Linked DNA regions of Mus musculus: region 1 is linked to region 2. The links are chromatin contacts, called in public Hi-C maps. All regions are on one chromosome and are shown on one strand. The core of a region is the stretch at or near the end of the contact, and the rest is flanking DNA. Distances in the headings are between cores, read along the strand shown. Region 1 overlaps Grxcr1 (glutaredoxin, cysteine rich 1). Region 2 overlaps Slc30a9 (solute carrier family 30 (zinc transporter), member 9).

Region 1 (6,052 bases), core at 272-2,771, 730 kb after region 2:
TGATGGAAGCAAAGGAGAAGTGAATTAGACACAGGGGCTGGATAAACGGATTAGTTGCTGACACTGATTAAATGAGTCCTTTACTCTCATTTTCCCTTTCTGTTGTTAGTCATTGGTTATTAACTAATGTACAAAAACCTTATTTGACTTGACTTTTCTCTATCAGATTTTATCTATTTTTCAGAGAGGACTAGAATGTCTGCTCCTGGTCTTTCGGGTACTTTCTCTACTCAGTGATAACAACACAACAGGGGTCTAGGAGATCTAAAAAATGGTCCTGGCTCAGGGGCCCTGGTGTCCCCACCACTGTCCTTAACCCTGTGATGCAATCCTTGTGTTGTAAGCACCCCGGAAGCTCCCCCACTGCCCCTCTCTCAGGGCATCCACCTTTGAATTGTTCTAACTCTTAGGACTCTTCAACTTCATTGCCTCCCTGCCCAGGCTGGGAAAACACACTTGTGACAGTTACTCAGAAGCAAGGGAAGACCCATGGGTTTGGGGAACAAAGGCCCATTTTTTTTCCTTGTGAGAAAAAGAATAGAAGAAACAGATTACTCTCTAGTAGTATCTAAAATGATTAATGTGTTCACTTTTTCTCCTTTGGTAAGTAATGGCTGTGTGCCCTGGAGGAACATGGCCTGGTTTCAAATGAAGCCTATTTATTTACTTATTTATCTACTTATTTATTTGTAAAGAGAAGAGAGTTGTAGTGACTGTTTCCTATGATATTAATATCCTACTTTAAAACAAGCTTTTTGCCCAATGTTCAGCTAATTATAAGTGCCCTGTGAATACTGTTAATAGTTATATAATTTCTCTTTAAATTATACTTAAGGTACTCCTAAAATGCAGAGAGAAGGAGATATACTGCTTCCCTAGGGAAGAACACAGCAACCATTTATCCAGTACCAAATGATCAGCCACATACAAGTAATATTCAGAGTAAGCTAGGTGTATTTAGGAATATATGTACATATATGCACATGTACATATAAGTATGTATGTATATACCAAAAATTTTTTAAAAGGCCATGAATTTGAAAGAGAGGAGGGAGATATAGAGGGAATGAAAGGAAGAGAGAAATTATGAAATTATATTTTGTTATGAAAAAATTAAACTGTTTCTCTAAATGTATATTACTAATAAATTTTCCTGTTTTAAAAATAATGTTAATATTATGGGGGGGAAGAACTCCACTAAACAATGAAGGTTCAAAGATTAATAACACCGAATTCCTATTCTGAGAGAATGTTGGTTCATTCTTATGAAAAATATCACACGTTGGTATTGTAAAACATAATATGAACACAGGAGCTTTTAGGGGACAGAGGTAGGACATACTGACCCAACTGTGTAAATCTTAGTAATACTTGGTTGGCCCCAGACAGTGTCTTTTAGACCTGGGTCTGCATGGGAAGCAGCAGGCCACTGACCCATTTCTTGCCAGAAGGCATCGTCTCTGGGAGTCTCAGCAGCTATCTCTAAACTTGGCTCAGCTTCTGCCACAAGAACCGGTTTTCCTGAGGCCACTTCCTCTTTCTCACATCCTGCCTTGGCTCTGGCCCCTGCCATTGCTGTGGATGGCATGGCATTCCCTCTCCTGTCTACCTGGCCAAGTGTCTGCCAGTGTAGCCAGCCGCCCACACGCCTTGTGTCTCTGCTTTCCTTGTCACACCTGTCACCCCAGGCCTAGCCTGCATGTTCTGGATAGAGTCAAAGGCACTCTCTTCTGGCTTGATTTCTCATGTTTTTGTACACCAACCCAGAATTATTTTTTCCTCTTGGAAATGGTTTTAGCTCCAAACCACAGAGGACACTATTCGACAGGGCTTAAAACATACAGGATACGACATTTTACGGAGGAAGTTTGGAAGTAGCTGTTGCTAAGGCTATTTGGTGGGTTAATATGTGATAAAGAGCTGGGCTTTTTTCTGAGGTTGCATTTGCATTATAGTGGGGCAGGGGAGATCAGCGTGCTCTCTTGGGGTTCTCTCTCTCATTTATAAAACAATTTAAGAGTGAGCTCAAATGGAAGCTCAAGGACAGTCTCATTAGTGCTTAAAACAAAAACAAAAACAAAAACAAACAAACAAACAAAACAAACCAGGGAAGGCAAGCTGTGCACTTAAGCTGCTTCCTGGCAGAGGAGAATGGAAGAGAGGAAGATCAAAAACAAAGACAAAAAGACAAAAACCAAACACATGCCCTTTAAACTGTCATGGAGGTTAGAAACTTGACAAACGGCCACACAGAGGATGGGGAGAGAGGTTTTCGAGAAAGAGGAAGGAAGACCAGACAGTTAGGGGAAAGCCCTAAGTGTCAGGAAAAGCTGGCTAGAAGAGGAAGAGAGAAATTGGAAGTTATACTTTCCCAAATACTTTGTGAAAGCGGATACTGTTGATCTTACATAGCTGTGGTCCACAAGCTGCTACAATAGATGCGGGGATTTGGGGAAGAAGACTTATAGTTCTTAAGGACTAATGATCCCACCCATCTCTTTAGCTTGACTAACGTGAGCTTCCCTTCCAGGGCTGGTCTCTTACTCAAAGCAACTGAACCAGCCCAGATGGAATGTTAGGTCTTCACCAGGGCAGAGATTCGATTCTTTTGACCAGAAGTTTTTCCTTAGTGGTCCTTTTTATTATATTATACTTTGTGATCCTTAGTGTATGTATGTACTACAGAACAAATAAGGCACTGCCTTAGGGGTTTGAAAGCCCACACAAGATAAGAAATAGAAAGGTAGAGGGGCAAATAACAATATTCTGTCCAGGAGTTACTGTTTTATTAGGAAAAGAAAAGTCTAGAAACATCCTCAGTATTCTCCTCCTCCTCCTCCTCCTCCTGCTCCTCCTCCTTCTCCTCCTCTTCCTTCTCTTCCTCCTCCTCCTCCTCCTCCCCTCTCCTCCCTCTTCTCTCTCTTTCTCTCTCTTCCCTCCCTCGTCCTCTGTCTCTCATTCTTCTTCCATACATTACATGCCAACCACAATTTCCCCTCCATTCTTCTCAGTCCCTTCCCATACCTCCTTGCCCCCAGATCCATTCCTCTTGTTTCCCTTCAAAAATGAAGTGCAGGCCTCCCAGGGAGATATCACATTAGAATAAGACTAGATACAAACCTTCATATTAAAGCTGGATAAGGCAACACAGTAGGAGAAAAAGGGTCCTAACTGAAGGCAAAAGAGCTAGAGATAAGCCCTTCCTTCCACTGTAGGGATCCCCACAGGAACACCAAGCTACACAGCTATAATGTATGTAAGGGACATAGGTCAGACCCATATAGGCTCCCTCCTTGATTGTTGGTTCAGGTTCTGTGAACCAACTGAACCAACTGAACCAAGGGAGCCCTGATTAGTTGATTCTTTGGGCTGTGTTCTTGTGGTGTCCTTGACCTCTCTGAGTCCTACAATCAGTCCTTCTTCCCACTATTTTTGTGAAATTCCCTTGGTCCAGCTTAGTGCTTGACTCTGGGTCTCTGCATCTACTCCCAGCAGTAGCTGTGTGTATGTAGCCTCTCTGCTGAGGATTGGGTTAAGCACTGATGAGTATATAGGAATTTCATTAGGAATCATTTCGTTGCTTTTTTTTTTTTTTTTTTTTTTTTTTGCCATCCATGTGTTGGTATCTATCATCTAATCATTTTTCTCTCTCCATCTCCAGGCCCAGAGCTTTTTAACGGACAGGTTTGCGTCTTCTAATATTATAATTGTAGTGATTATATTACTGCATGCTGGAGCAAGCAGCTTCGACAGCACAATGCCCAGGGCTTTATCTCTTCCTGATGTAAATCAAAAACAAAGTAAGACCCCCAACCTCTGTGTCCATCCTTCCCACAGCTCCTTATTGTCCCCACTTGTCTCAGAAGCCTTTGCAGGCACTGGGCTGGAAGTCAGTTCACATCTGAGAACAATGCTTGAAAGCTCTCTGCATGCAGAGCCAGGCAGATTCATTCTCACAGAGGCCTTGAATAAACTCGTCAGGCTTGTCTGCTTCTGCTAGTCACAAACAACCTATTTTTTTTTTTCCGAATTACTTGAAAGCATACTACCACATTAGGAATAAGGAAAAAAACAACAACCCTTTTATAGAATGCCTGCGTTAGAAAGTATCTATTTTTTCATTTATTGAAACTAGATTTTTTTTTCTTATATAATGTATTTTGGAAAAGAGTTTTCCCTCCCTCTACTCCTCCCAGTTCCTCCCCACTTCTCCTCACATCTGGAGTCACATCCTTTCTGTCCCTCATTAGAAAACAGTTTTCTAAGGGATAATAATAAATAAATAAAATAAAAACATTGGAGTTGGGCAAGGCAACAGAAGGAAAATAGTCCAAGGGACTGTGAGGGCTCAACCCCAGGACAAATGGCTGCGGTGCTATTTAACATAAGAAAGTGTATCTGGGGGCCAGGTTCTCCCAACATCCCTCAATCCCTACCTGTTACAGGGTATGGCTGACATACCCTGCCCCTAACCTAAACTTCTCCCTTCCAGGGGCTGGGCTGCCCTTCCCCCAGCAGCCCTTCCCTATATTGCCCAGCTATTTCGGCTACCTGGCTTTTTCATTTACTCTTCACTGACTGATTCTCCCCTCCCAACTCTCTTCACATGGCCTGCCTCAGGGCCATGTTCACTCTGGGCTCTCCCAGAGGTGTCAATTTCTGGCTATGCTCTTCCTCATATCCCCAATAAACCTCCTCTACCAAACCCCGCAGCAGCTATGTGCTTCCTTTTCCATTTCTTTCTTCATTCAGGCACAAAAGTCAGAGACCCCCTGGTTCACATAGTTAGGAATCCCGTAAGAATACTAAACTGGAAGCCTGTCTCTCTCTCTCTCTCTCTCTCTCTCTCTCTATATATATATATATATATATATATATATATGTGTGTGTATGTGTGTGTGTGTGTGTGTGTACATATATATATGTACATATGTATATATATGTACAAATGTATATATGTGTGTTATATGCAGAGGACCTGGTGCAGACCCGTACAGGCCCTGTGATTGCTGTTTCAGTCTCTGAGAGTTCATGTGAGCACCGCTTAGTTATTTATAGGACTTGGTTCTCCTGGTGTCCCCCATCCCCTTTGGCTCCTCTGAACTCCTCAGGGAGTTCCCTAAGCTCTGAGGGGAGGGATTTGATGGAGACTTCCTATTCAGAGTTATGTGTCTAAATCTCTGTCCCTGTCTTTCTCTCTGTCTCTCTCCTTCTCTGTGTTTGTGTTTGTCAGGCTGTTGGTCTCTGTATTTGTTCCTATCTACTGCAGGAGGAAGCTTTTCTGTTGATGGCTTTTTTTTTTCTTTTTCTCTTTTTCTTTTATCTTTCTTTCTTTCTTTCTTTCTTTCTTTCTTTCTTTCTTTCTTTTTTTTTTTTTTTTTTTTTCGAGACAGGGTTTTTCTTGTGTAGTCCTGGCTGTCTTGGAACTCACTCTGTAGACCAGGCTGGCCTTGAATTCAGAAATTCGCCTGCCTCTGCCTCCCGAGTGCTGGGATTAAAGGCGTGTGCCACCACACCCAGCTAGTGTTACTTTTAATAATACTATTTCTTTACTGCAAACAGCAAATTTGTGAGATGAATTTTAACCCTTTAATTTACACAGTCTAAGATGAAAACATACACCAATAATGAAAAAGCCAATGAAAGCCACTCGTCCTGGGTTCCCGTCTTCCCTTTGACCTGCCAGCTGAAATTCTGCCTGCCTTATCCTCCATCTCTCTATCCCAAAGGTCTTCTTTGTCTTGAGTTCCCAACATACAGATATGCAGATAGGATTCTTGTGAAAAGCAAGCTGTAAGGGACACTCGAGAGAAGAGAGGCTGTACAGGAAGCAGCAAGTGTATCCAGGATGCTTAATAAGGAGTGACCAGGCACCAGCATCAGTTCATGCATTCTGGATGATACGAATTCAACCTCCCCAGAGGTTCGGGCTGCTGTTTCATCTGTCAGTCTGTCCTTAGCTCCTGGGTGGGTGAGCTTTAGCAGTCAATGTTCATGGCAGCTTAGAAGTAGGTCAGTCAGGTCAGAGGACGTCACCACAGTTCACCTCTTG
Region 2 (5,823 bases), core at 1,830-4,329:
TCTGACCTCCATATACATATCATAGCACACATGTATGTGCACTCACACATGTGCCCATATATATATATATATCATTGATTGATTAAATTTTTAGAATTGGATATTACTGATTAAAGGGATAAAATGTGTAATGAGTCTCTTCGTTCCAGAACTCAGGCTGTGCTTATTATAAAGACACAGTAAAGGAAGAGACAGTTGCTGAGATGACACAACAGATCATATAGTGGGTTTCTTAGGGAAGCCTAAATGCAGAAGGAAATAGTGAATGTTGCTTGCACTATACAAAAACTTTAAGATTTACATTTTTGGTTTGGTTTCCTTTTTCTCTGCTGAGTGTAATAAAAATTTTAATTTAATTGTCTTTTTTTTTAATTTATTTATTTCATATATATAAGTACACTGTCACTGTCTTCAGACACACCAGAAGAGGGCATCGAATCCCATTACAAATGGTTGTGAACCATCATGTGGTTGCTGGGAATTGAACTCAGGACCTCTGGAAGAGCAGTCAGTGCTCTTAACCACTGAGCCAACTCTCCAGTCCCTAGTTTAATTGTCTTTTACTAGAATTACATTGTCTACTGACATTTTTTATTTTGGACTCTTTTTCAAGATTTGCCTAGGCCAAATTAGACCTTGTTAGATATCAGATAGACACCAAGTAATTGCTTGATTGAAAGATAATTTATATACTGAAGAGTTTGAGATTGACTTTTGAATAATTCAAATCACATGATAAAGTCAGGAATGGCTCATTAAGGAGCAGAGGCTTGCTAAGACATCCTTAAATTTTTAAGAGCATTCAGATGGTTTGAATTTTAGTAAAATTAGTTTTAATTTTACTAATGACAGCAGATGTGTGGCAAACAGCCAGAATTTGAGCTTAAAAACAAATGTCTAGAGGCATTCATGGATAGAATATCTGATTATTAGTGGAAATTATGGAGATTCTATATCAGCAATGTAGTGTGAGTTTATTAAGATGGTTGTGGTTTGTAAAATAAGTATTCATGCATGTGTTTGAGCCATTACTAACCTCCTTGTTTGTGCTTCAGAGCATTATATATATATAGTAACATCTAGACAGTTCAGAATGAGAATATTTACAAGTTTCCATCTGAGAGCAACTTATTTTATGTGCTTTGGGTAAATGATCATTGTGGGGAAAGTGGTGTTTCTGAAGCTTTTGACAGCAGATTTCAGTTTAGACAGAATTGCTATGAGCCTGAGACCAGCTTGTGCGTACCAGATCAGATCCTGTCTCAAACAGACAAAACAAAATAGCATGAAGCTCTAGCTTGCATTTCATAGACATTTAAGAGGGAGAAGACAGTAATAAGTAATTTATAGACAGGAATAAGTAATTTATAGAGATAATGGAGGGCTGAGGGAATTGTTAGATGATAAAGTGTTTGCCATCAAGTGTGAGCACTGGAGTTCCGACCCCCGGAACCCACATAAAGATAGATGCAGTAGAGCGTCTATGATCCCAGCATGCCTACAGTGAAATGGGAGGTAGAGATGGGAGAATTCAAGAAGCTCACAGGCCAGCTTGCTTGGCATATGCAGCAGCAAACAATAAGAAGGTAGAAGGAAGGATTAGCATCATGAATTGTCTTCTGACCTCCACATGATGCAAGTCTACTTTGCATCTACGGTCACATTAAAATGTGCACATATACCACACACAGACATCCCACACAGACATTAAAAGAGAGTGAGAGACAAAGACACAGAGAAAGAAAGACACAGGCACACACACACACAGAGCATATGCACATGGTGTTCAGAATTTGAGAAAAACAAGGTTCTTCAACTACAGTGACTTTGAACAAGTTGGGCATGTTGGCACATGCGTTAATCTCAGCACTTAGGAGACAGGCAGGATCTCTGTGAGTTTAAGGGCAGCCTGGTTTACACAGTAAGTTCCAGGACAGCTAGAGCTACTTAGTGAGACTTTCTCAAAAAAACCAAAACCAAACAAACCAGAAAAATTCATTACATTTGGACTATTGAGCAGGATAAAAAAATAAATAAAAACAAAAAGAACCCATTTAGATATCTTGTCTAGGGAAAGCAGATTGGAAAAACAGACCAAGAAACAATTTAACCTAAAAGCTGCCAAACAGAGAAGCCAGTTCCTGCTCATTTGAAATAATATTTATATCAACAGTATGCAGGAGGCCAAGGGACCGCTCCTTGGGAGTGATATCTTTGGAATCAGAAAAGGAAAACTGAATGTCCCCCTGGGATTTCATGCTGAGCTAAAGGTGAAATAAGCATGATATTACACATAAAGGTTGCTGTTACAAACCAGCCATTCAGAGTTAAAGAGCACTGTAAACATAGATATTTCTCTAAGTTGCAAAATAAACTCAGGGAAATCAGGATATGATAGAAAGGGCTGTGAAGAATAAGAAATGAATAAGTGATGTTGGTAAAATTAAGAATTGGTAATAGAAATAGCAAACATTTTGTCAAAATTTAGTATTAAAACTGTAATCCTGAGTGATAAGAAAAAATTTCTTGTTCTAGAGGAGAGTAGAAATACTAACTTTGCAGATGGCTGAAAATCTTACAGGGAATATCCTATGTACACTAAATTAAAGAGTAGAAATATAATTTTATAAATTCCAAACCAGTGGTAGGAGGATGGGACAAGCGGAACGTATGGGAAGTTGATTGACTCTAACGGATAGCAGGAAACGTGAAAGAAAAAAATAAAAGCAAGGAAAAAAGGACAGTACTCTGGGAACAGACAATAAGCTGGTCCAGGTGAACCACAGTCAAATGGTCATGTGTAATGCTGCGACGGATAATTAACACATCCATTCGCAGCGCAGTGGGAGCACAGACTCCGCTGTACTTTGGTCCTCTCTCTCATTTGCTCTAGGACTTTGTTCGTAGGATTTATTTTTTAACTGCACCAGCAGTTTTCCCCTTCCTTGAAATGAGGTCAACCCTTCCTTCATTCTGTTCTCAGCTTCTGCTGAAAACCCAGATGATATTCTGTGTTCCTGCCTCATCACTGCCCCATCCTCGTTCTTCCCCAGAAAGCGGCTTGTCACGAGCTTCCCGTGGCTTTCCTGTTGCTAATTGCTCAGTACTCACTGTGAGCCTTCTCTGTCTTCCTCAGTGTAAAATACGCAGATGCTGCTTATGAAGTCACATGTCATTGTAAGCATGGAGGCAGTATGTGCTTAACAGCGTGCACCGCACTAATAAAAATGTCTTAGGTTTCAGTCCTTTCTCCTTCCATTTCTAAAATATCACCTGTGCAGGTACAGGACCTTTCGCCTGTTTCCTTATGAAGAGGAAATTGTAGTTGTGTGACTTTGAGGGACATTAGAACCTCTCTGTGCTTCAGTTTCTTCAGGTAGAGATCATAAAACCAATGCCAAAATGGTTTTGTGGGAACTAAATCTAGCAGCGCAGGCTGGCTGCTGAGGACATGTGCTGGACTCACTGAGCTGTGATTAAAACATGCAATTCTAGTTGAATGAAGTCAAGTTGTAATAAAGAGAAATGTTTTAAGAGTGAATGAAGTTTTTATTATAAAATATACACATACATTGAAATATTTTTAAGTTAGAAAATAATCTTCTCTTTGGTAACATCCTTCTCACATTTGCATTTGCCATGTGAGTCTATGGCATTATTTTCAGCTTTAGCACCTTGGGTCTTTTTGTTGGTGTTTTGTTTTGTTTTGTTTTTAAAATGAGGCAGGGGTACTGAGGAGTTGAGAGCACTTACTGCTGTTGTAGAAGACTCCAGTGCCAGTACTGACAGCAGGAGCTTCACAACCTTAACCCCAGGGATCCAATGCCCTCTTCTGGTCTCCACGGACTCCTGCTGCACGTGGTACCCAGGCTCACACAGGCACACATAATTCAGAAATAAATCTTTTTAAAGGGGAGGTGAAAGGAACAACTTAGCATGCTTGTGTGCTCTAAATTGTTTAGTTTTGTCTATTTTTGAACTTTGTTGCAATAGATTTTTGTGTATTCTTTGTAGTTTGTCTCCTTTTTCATTAAGTTTTGTTGCTAGATTTATCCTGACTCTGTATTTGTGTGCTTTGGTGATTTTCACAAAGATAATTACAGCACAAACTATTGAGGCTGTTGTATGAATTAAAGAGTTGACACAACAGCAGTGTTTGGCTTAGAAGAGATAGCTAGCCATGGTGAGGTTTGCACTCACTGCTTATAAAAGGAAGGGATGTCACTGTTCTTTTGCTGATGGGCTTTTGATGGTTGCAGTTTTTAAAACAGAACACAGTGCTGCTGTGAATGCCATGTACAGTTGCCCTTGTGCAAGGATTTCTTATTCATTGACCTGGAAGACTTCGAGGATCATAGTTCTCTGATAGACATTTGTGCCTGTTCCCACCAACAGCCATATTCTCTCTCTTTGTACCGTTACCAAGATCAGGTGGTGTGGTTTTTCATTTTCCATAGTGTAATGGTTGTAAAATGCAATTCTTTAGTTTCATTTGAATTCCATTAATGAAATAATCACCTTTTCATAATCTAATGCTAATGCATATTTGTTTTTCTATGCAAGTTTGCTATAATGTTCATTTTAATGAACCTTTTCTTATTGATCTGGAGGAAGTTTTAAAATAGACTTGAAACAAATCATTTGTTAACTCTGTTGGAAGTAGTTTCTCCCAAATTGAGACTTTTCCTTCTTCCCTCTGAGCCTGGCGTGGTGGCACACACCTTTAATCCCAGCACTCGGGAGGCAGAGGCAGGTGGATTTCTGAGTTTGAGGCCAGCCTGGTCTACAGAGTGAGTTCCAGGACAGCCTGGGTTATATAGAGAAACTCTCTCGAAAAACAAAAAACAAACAAACAAAAACCCCAGTAGTCTCTGGTGTCTACATGGGGCATTCAAATGCATTGGTATTTGAATTTGTATTTCTAAGGGTTTTTTTTTTGGTTTGGTTTGGTTTGGTTTTGCTTAAGGTGGGAAGCAGGCACCTTTCTTTTTATCATTTACCTTTATTAGTGGTTTTGGGGATGTGAATGGAGGTGCATTTGTCTAACATCACTTAAGAGACTTGTCAGTGACTGTTGTCTCTAAAATGGTGAAAGAACCCTTGGTGCCTTGTTTCTCTATTTTGAATGCACCTCCACTCTGACCATCAATCTAGCACCTCACACTGCACTCTGACCATCAATCTAGCACCTCACACTCCACTCTGACCATCAGATCTGATACCTCACACTCCACTCTGACCATCAGATCTGACACCTCACACTCCACTCTGACCATCAGATCTGACACCTTACACTCCACTCTGACCATCAATCTAGCACCTCACACTCCACTCTGACCATCAGATCTGACACATCACAGGTTTGCTTCACTCTTTAGAACGAGTCCTTTTGTTGGTTTTCTGAAAGGCTATGGTGTGTGTGCTGATGCTGAGTTTTACTAAAAGCTTTGTCGTTAGTTCTTGAAATGATTCCATGCCTTTTCTCCTGTAGTATACTAATGAAGGGTAAGTAGCTTTTATGAAGTTTAACATGTTTATATGTTATATTTTATAGAATGAATTAAAATAGTTTGGGATAATATGATTGTTGTTATTCAATCCTTGAATAAAATAATAAGTTATAGTTTTATTTGAAAGCAACTCTTTAATATTAAGCTTGTTTTGATAAACTTTACAGTAGAAAATATAGGCGCAGAACTCAAAGCTCCACTTAAGCAAGACCCTCTCCAAGTAAGAGGTAAATATATTCTATTTAATGTGTGAGTATGTATAAATATACAGAATTTATGTGGAGGTATTTAACATTATTCTAAGCATATAGCT

The links. A called contact is a pair of places that touch in the nucleus more often than the background predicts.
Region 1: a contact with region 2 is called in a Hi-C map of the HPC-7 cell line, with 2.3 times the contacts expected there. The contact joins two enhancer-like sites. A contact is called at or near these places in 1 of 39 promoter capture datasets (pre-B cells) and 1 of 484 Hi-C or Micro-C datasets (the HPC-7 cell line).

Annotation. Positions count from the first base shown.
Region 1 is chr5:68,047,425-68,053,476 of GRCm38.p6, forward strand. All of the region lies in intron 1 of Grxcr1 (glutaredoxin, cysteine rich 1), which reads left to right. Among named protein-coding and RNA genes, the nearest start is that of Grxcr1, 19 kb to the left of the region's middle. Within about 2 kb of position 1,522, at least 51 of the 459 cell types and tissues checked have an H3K27ac peak or open chromatin away from gene starts, as enhancers often do. A contact at or near this core is called in the HPC-7 cell line, where this site is marked.
Region 2 is chr5:67,318,997-67,324,819 of GRCm38.p6, forward strand. It overlaps Slc30a9 (solute carrier family 30 (zinc transporter), member 9), which reads left to right. Exons shown (of 18, transcript NM_178651.4): 3 at 5,678-5,737. Among named protein-coding and RNA genes, the nearest start is that of Slc30a9, 15 kb to the left of the region's middle. Within about 2 kb of position 3,080, at least 5 of the 459 cell types and tissues checked have an H3K27ac peak or open chromatin away from gene starts, as enhancers often do. A contact at or near this core is called in the HPC-7 cell line, where this site is marked.